2 separate regions of the Sus scrofa genome follow, and region 2 is linked to region 1. The links are chromatin contacts, called in public HiChIP or PLAC-seq maps. All regions are on one chromosome and are shown on one strand. The core of a region is the stretch at or near the end of the contact, and the rest is flanking DNA. Distances in the headings are between cores, read along the strand shown.

Evidence for each region. HiChIP or PLAC-seq counts read pairs in DNA pulled down with a chosen protein or histone mark.
Region 2: an H3K27ac HiChIP or PLAC-seq map of alveolar macrophages shows a contact between it and region 1. The contact joins two enhancer-like sites. A contact is called at or near these places in 1 of 47 Hi-C or Micro-C datasets (embryonic fibroblasts) and 1 of 2 datasets of contacts at active chromatin or transcription factors (alveolar macrophages).

The regions. Positions count from the first base shown.
Region 1 is chr10:53,321,451-53,324,764 of Sscrofa11.1, reverse strand. No RefSeq gene overlaps it. Among named protein-coding and RNA genes, the nearest start is that of SKIDA1, 7.0 kb to the left of the region's middle. Within about 2 kb of position 1,459, at least 76 of the 83 cell types and tissues checked have an H3K27ac peak or open chromatin away from gene starts, as enhancers often do. A contact at or near this core is called in alveolar macrophages, where this site is marked.
Region 2 is chr10:54,663,054-54,666,689 of Sscrofa11.1, reverse strand. All of the region lies in intron 2 of PLXDC2 (plexin domain-containing protein 2), which reads left to right. Among named protein-coding and RNA genes, the nearest start is that of PLXDC2, 12 kb to the left of the region's middle. Within about 2 kb of position 1,914, at least 9 of the 83 cell types and tissues checked have an H3K27ac peak or open chromatin away from gene starts, as enhancers often do. A contact at or near this core is called in alveolar macrophages, where this site is marked.

The sequences.
Region 1 (3,314 bases), core at 210-2,709:
ATAATAATAATAAGGCTGGCTGTGGCGAATCTCCAGCTCCAGCCGCAGCAACTTAGAGCAGAAGTTGCTAAATGCAGGAAGGGAAAGCCCAAGAAAGAGGCTTTACATTACAGATTTCGAACTCAGTCATTTAAATAGCCTTACTTTTAAATAGCCTGACTTGCTTTTTGAAAGGATTTCTGTGCACAAAATGTGTAGGTTACTGTCTATGGGAAGAGAGCGGCGTCCTGTTTAGTTCGAAAAATGTTCTCTATTGCTAAATGTGGACTAGAATTTTTTAAAAGGAAAGGGGATTCAAGTATTGACGCTACTGCTTGCTAAAAGAAGAAATGGCAGTGGTGGCTGGGAAAGGAGAGGCGTATTTAAATGTATTTGCTTTTGGGTACGGTGGTTATCGGCAAGTCCGCCTTTGTGGGTCTGTGTGGCTGAATGAGTAAGTGACCGAGTGCCATCGGCATTATATAAATGGATCGGTGTGTGTGGGGGAGCCCCCAAAGCCGGCGAGCACGTGAAACACATTTTAACTGCCCCCCAAGCGGCGACCAAGCCCCCCCTCCACCCCACTCCCAAATCCGTATATTACCTGCCCAGTTACAGTGACACATGTTTATGTTTATAGTCCTGGTTTGTAGTAGTGTCAAGAGCCGCAGCTAGAGGAGGGGGAGGAGAGAGGAGAGGGAGGAGTAAATGCAACCACCCCCACTTGTTGTTAAAGCAAATTTACTGCGTTATTGCAAGCCCGGTACGGGGGGCTGGGAAGTGAGTTGAGAGGAAGGGTAGAGTTGGGTTGTGTGTTGGCGGTGGAAGGGGGGTGGGGTTGGAGATCCGGGATGGAGCTTCTCTCTCCAGCGGCCCGGGAAAAGCAGCTCGGTCAATAGGGGAGCATGCTGGCGCGGTGGAAAACAAAAAGGTTCCTCCAGCTCGCAGCGTTCACGTGGGGGGCTCCGCACGCAGGGCTCCAGGGCCCTGACCTCTGACCCCGGCTCCTCTCCGCGCTCTCCCAGTGCCGCGCGGCCACTTTTTACCCAGGATCCCTCGCGCGGGCCGCGCTCGTGCCGAGCTCGAGTCCTTCTTAATCCTCCATTCCCCGATTTCCATCCCCTCCCCCTGCCGCCAGCCCCGGGGGAGGATTCTCCGGCAGGGAACCCCCGCCCCACCCCCACCCCGAGAGTCCCGGCCGAGGAGGCCGCAGTCGGGGCGAGTGGGGCGGGGAGTGCAGAGCCGGCCTCCCCTGCCGGGCCGGGCCTGCGGGGGAGGGGAGGGGAAAGGGGGGAAAGGGGAGACGAGGGGGGGGGGTGCCGGGCGGCCCGGCCCCGTTGCCCGGCCGCGGCCTGGACCTGTTGACTGCTATTGGTCCGCCTCGACCCGCGCCCTCTCCTTGCCCGCAGCAGCCCCGGCCCTTCCGCGGAAACGTGGGGAGGAAATAATGATGGCTGTTCTCTCCGCCTCCCTCCAACTTTAGTTTTTTCTTGGGGGATGAGAAGGCAAAGTAATCTCATCCGCTGCCCCATCCTTTCTCATAAAGTACTGTCATGCGCGGGCCCACCGCCCTCCCGGCCCCCGCTATTTAAAACCTCCTCTCTTCCCCAGACCAGCTCCCCTGCCCGGAGCCCGAGGGCCCTCGACACCCCCGCTGCGCCTCCCCCCGCCTGGCCCGGCTTCGTCTTCAGCGAGTTGTGTTGCTTTTCCTCCCTAGAAGCTCCCTCGTCCGCGTTCCACTTTTTTACCGTCCCAGGAGGCGTAAGATAAAACCTCTGATTTGCTGCGTGCTGCCGGACACATTCTCAGCCCTCGTCAAAATGCATTTGATGGAAAGTTGAAAATAACAGTATTTAAAAGGAGGAAATAAAAACTGAGGGGAGAGTTCTTTTGCCAGGTTAGACGACATAAACGCATTAAAATTAAAAGAATACAAGATGTACTTAAAGTTGAAGATTTCACTGGATTTGCTGTATTTCCTTCTAGAGTTTGGCTTTCCTGGGGGAATCTTTTCCAGAGGGAAAGAGCAAATCAAAAGTAAGGTGGAAGTGAGACATCTCAATCACTTCTGAAAATAAAGGAGAAATTCAGAAAATATGTTAAGGAAATAGCGGGAAAGCGGCCGCAGCGAAAGCTGGAGTCGCCGAAGGAAGAGCCTCGGTGTCGCAGCCGGAGGAAGGAAGGCCAGCCGGGGATAGGAAGGAGACGCGCGGCGGCGGCGGCGGGGCGAGCGCCGGTTCCGGCCGGGCCGCGAGCCGCGGAGCTTGGGAGGAAGGCAGCGGCGGGCAGTGCTAGCGCGAAACCGCGGGCGGGGAGGGCCGTGGTGGGCGGGGGCCGAGCGCGCGGCCGGCGCCACAGAGGAAGCGGGATCCCGGCCGCGTTCGCCCGGCCGCCCCCATTGTTCGGCCCGCGCGCCGCTGTTCGCCGAGCGCGTCCTTCCCGAGGGAGGGGTCCAGCGGGCGGGCTCGGCCCCCACCCCGCCTCCCCGAACTCCATCGCTCGGGCCGGGTCTGGTCGGCGCCGCAAGTTTTATGATCAGTGTGTCCGATCGCGAGTGGTTCCCAACTCCAGACCGCGTAGGAAGGAGGCTTCACAACGTGCTGCTAAATTGGAGGAAGCTGGGCAAGCCTGCGACTTCCACGTGAAAAGAAGAGGGAAAGCAGCATAGATAGATGTTTGTAAAGTGATGACTAGATAGAGACAAATGCGGGCAAATTTTTTTCTGGATCTGGAAAGTTAGAGCCGATCGTAACCTATTTTAAATCTCTTTAAATGTATAGATTCGTAAATGAATGTCGGGATTCAAAGGAGTTCGGAAAAGCACATTTCGCTGTCTCTATTTGTTATTATTCAGCTCTTTGTTGTATACAAGGAGTCTGATTTTAAAAGGCTGGTTTGAGCTACCCCTAACAAAAACAGGCATGGTTTCTTAACGTGAAATGCATTTTCAAAATAACAGTGAAATTCAAAGGGAAAAACTTGTCATTTGCTTTTATATCACGTTTTGGAAAGAAAGAATTGTAAGCCACTTACGAAACTCTGCCTGTTTTCCTTTGTGAGGCTTGTGGAAAAAATATTTCTGGCAAGCGTCACGGTTTTTAAAAAACGAAGATTTCCAACAAGTGCTCGAGAGTCTTGAAGACAAGACCAAAGTCATCGTGCGTGAAAACTCATGAAGAAATAATTTCAAATCCTTTGGCCCAAACCTTATTAGGGCAAGAGAGTAATTTCGACTTAGATTTATAATAGACTTTGCGGAAATTCCTTCTAAAATACCCATTACTACTCTGTATATTATACAGCACTGTTTCCCAAGGTGGATTTTTAAAAACCAA
Region 2 (3,636 bases), core at 665-3,164, 1.3 Mb before region 1:
CAGCCATGAGGACACGGGTTCAATCCCTGGCCTTGCTCAGTGAGTTAAGGATCCGGTGTTGCCGTGAACTGAACTGTGGTGGAGGTCGCAGATGTGGCTCAGATCCTGAGTTGCTGTGGTGTAGGCTGGCAGCTACAGTTCTGATTGGACCTCTAGCCTGGGAACCTCCATATGCCACAGGAGCAGCCCTGAAAGACAAAAAGACCAAAAAAATAAATAAAATAATGCAAGACTTACTTTCTTAAGAATTTTCATATATAACATACAGCCGTATATGTACCATGTCATATATTACATCCTTAGTACTTATTTATCTTATTCTGGAAGTTTGTACCTTTTAATCACCTTTGTCACCCTGCAAAGACGTTATGCTATTATTGACTCAATTCCCCGCCCTGTTACATAATTATTGACTATATTCCCCACACTGACTCATTTATTTGGTAACTGGAAGTTTGCACCTCTTAACTTCCCTCGCCCAGCTGTGGTGTTTGGAACACTCATGCTGTGTATATCCTTGCACACATCTCTCTGTGTTCATATGTGGGACTTCTGTTTTAGAGGTAGACTCCATGGGTTATCGGCCGTGTGAATGTTCTGCTCTAAGAGATAAAATCTGGGATAAGCCCAAGTAGATCTTCCAAGATAAAAACTTCAAAGATAAAGGCAAGTGGGGCCTTGATAATTATCCCTCTGCGGCTATTACATTGTCGTAATTACTTTCATCTGTGTCTGATGGACAAAGCTGTCCCCCTGTTCTTGATCTCCAGAAGTGTCTTTGCTCTTCTAGAAGGCTCTTAGCTTTTCCATATCTATCTTACAATAAACTTTTCAGGTTTCACTAGAAACTGTTGAACTTTTGATTGAAGTCACATTACATCTCAGGGTCATTTGGTAAAGATTTCCATTTCGAAACACCTTGGAGACAATGTTAGGTTTTTTTCCACAACAGCTAAAAGCCAGAACAAGTACCACTGCGCTTTGTAGCAGATTGTTAATAGCCGTTATTAGGCGAGTGACCTTTTTTAGTTGAACCAATGTCCTTAGATTGAGGGCTAGGGCTGTTTTCTTGATCACACCATGAGACTAACTATACATCTAATTGTTTCTTAGGAAATAACAAGGAGAAACCATAGGTTAATTAAAATGAACAACTCAATTAAGGAAAAAAAAAAAGTGAATTCCTAACTTCTTAGGAACTACTATGTATGAGAGGTGGTCACCAGGCAAAGAATACATGAAAATGACATTTTTACAGTGTCATTTGAGTAACTTATCTTCTGGACCAGCATAGCAGTTCCAAGCAAGACTTCAAGTTTGCTGCTTCTTAAGAATCCTCTCTGATGAGAATTGTAACATCGTGTAGATTTAGGATTCTCCTTAATGATTGCTGTTTAGCTAACTAATAATCAATTCCATGGCAGATTTACATCGAAAGAGAGTATACTTTACAGCTTGTTACCAGTTAGAGGTAATAGTTTTATGATTTTATTTAAACTGTAGGCTTTTATAAATTAGAGGTTTATAACTTGCTTGATTTGCAAAACCTAATTTCACCTCCATCTCAGCACAGTTTATGACTGGCCATTGCTCTGAGCTCATGCATACTGATCTGGATATTTTTTAATCAGGAGTGAATGGACAAGCCGGGCAGGCTGTTTTATTTCTTTGTTATTTAGCCTTCATTATCTTTTTAACATCTGTTGTTCATTTCAGATTTTTTAAAAACAAGCATGATTCAAAGTCATCCTGCAGATGATAGTCTCATTGTCTGGACATTGCAAAACAGCTTTATGCAGGAAGCCAGATTTGTGCAATCTCAGTTTTGTCAAGCTGTTTTTAGAAGAGCGGTTTGTAAAATAGGCACAACCAATGAGAAGCTGATTACCCTAAAAGCAAGCAGTGATGTTTGACTTGAGACTGCCTTTCCCTCCCTATCCGCAGTTCCTTTATCCTGGCTCCAGCAGGCACCATCCTTTCTGGCCTAGTTCATTTCAGTAGCTTTCCACCTTCCCTCCAACAACATCCTGCTGGACTCCAGCCTTTATTCCACAGCCTGAAAGAGCTTTCTGGAGTGTAAATCTGACTGCATTACCTCTCTGTTGAAAATGCCTTCCTATGTGCCTAAGTCTTGGCCACCAGAGGCCAAACCCCTCAATAACCTGATCCTTTTACCTCTAGGTTCAAATCCATCACTTCCTCCCTCCACTCTCCCAAGTTTCCCACACACTCTGTCCTCATGAAGCTGCACATGGCCTTCCCTCTTCTTGGAGCACCCTTTCGTTCTCTTCTTGGCTACGTGTCCTGCAGGTCTCAGCTTCATCTTGAGTTTCAGCATGCCTGAACCATTTCTCAGTGTTTCTCTGCCAGCTCCAAGTCTGTAGACGAGTGCCTCCGCAAGTGCACTCTGGGCATCCTGATCATATCACTTCACCTCAAGAGTGAGAAGTCATGCCTGCACTTGACTGTGAGCCACCAAAGCGAGGCCCCATGTGACTAATCACCTCTACATCACTAGCTCCAAGTATGAAGCCCTCTGAAAATTTGTAGAATAAAGGAATCTTGTTAAGTGTTCTCCTTGTATGGTGGTACTATATTTGTTCAGATTTATCACTCAGGCTAAGAGTTTTGTTTGCATTTTGTTTCTACATCTTTCTTTGGGAAGAATTTCTAAATCATAATTGAACATGATGTATTGGATTTAAATATCCATGATTGAAATGTATAAAACAAACCAGAGATTGAGTGACTTCAGGGTAAAGGAATTTGTAATGTGCATTTGGGAAACTGAGAATTCATTTACAAATGATGGTTTAGGAATGATTAAGTCACTTAAAGCCAGGAAGCACAGAGAAAGGGATATTTTAGCAATTTATAATCCAGAATATTAAATTATCTGTTAAAATGTTGAAGGTGGTTCATTTGTTTCTATGGAGAGAATTCCATTGTTTGAAAATATATATGGATAAACAATGAATGAAATAGGAATTAGAGATTGAACCATGAAATTTGCATCAATAGCCTTCCAAGTATTTCCAAGCTAAAGATGCAAGCTGAGACTAGATACTTATAAGACTTCTATTTACAAATTACTGGGCAGCCTTTTAAACATTTTTTTCAAAAAAAGATTCTAAAAGATTTCTTAATATTATACACATCATATTCTTTGTTAAGTCATTAATTTGTACCCAGAAGGTCTTGAACGTGACTAACTTGCTGAAGTTTCCATTGATTTCATTTAGCATCTTTCATGTTCTCAACAACTTGCATTTACGGAGTTCTCCAAACACATTTTTCTCACCCTTGTTTTTCTATTTATTGCTTTTCTAGAAACATTCTCCAAAGTTCCTCCTATATTCCATGCAAATTTTATGGAGTGAACACTTGATAGTTTTATCTGCCAAGTATCTCTTACCCTCTTTTTCTGGTAAGAGTGCCTTCTCATTATTTGGAAATGTGCAGCCTTTTGGAAACAGCACCTCACCGTCATTTAGGAATGCCCTCTCTGACCCTGTGTTGTTCACCTGGGCCTTTTATCATATGTCCTACTTCCTCAGACAGTTCAGCTGTGTCCCAAAGGTGGGAACTCATAAAAACCCTTCATCTTGAACCTCAGGCAATTAACCCTTCCCTATA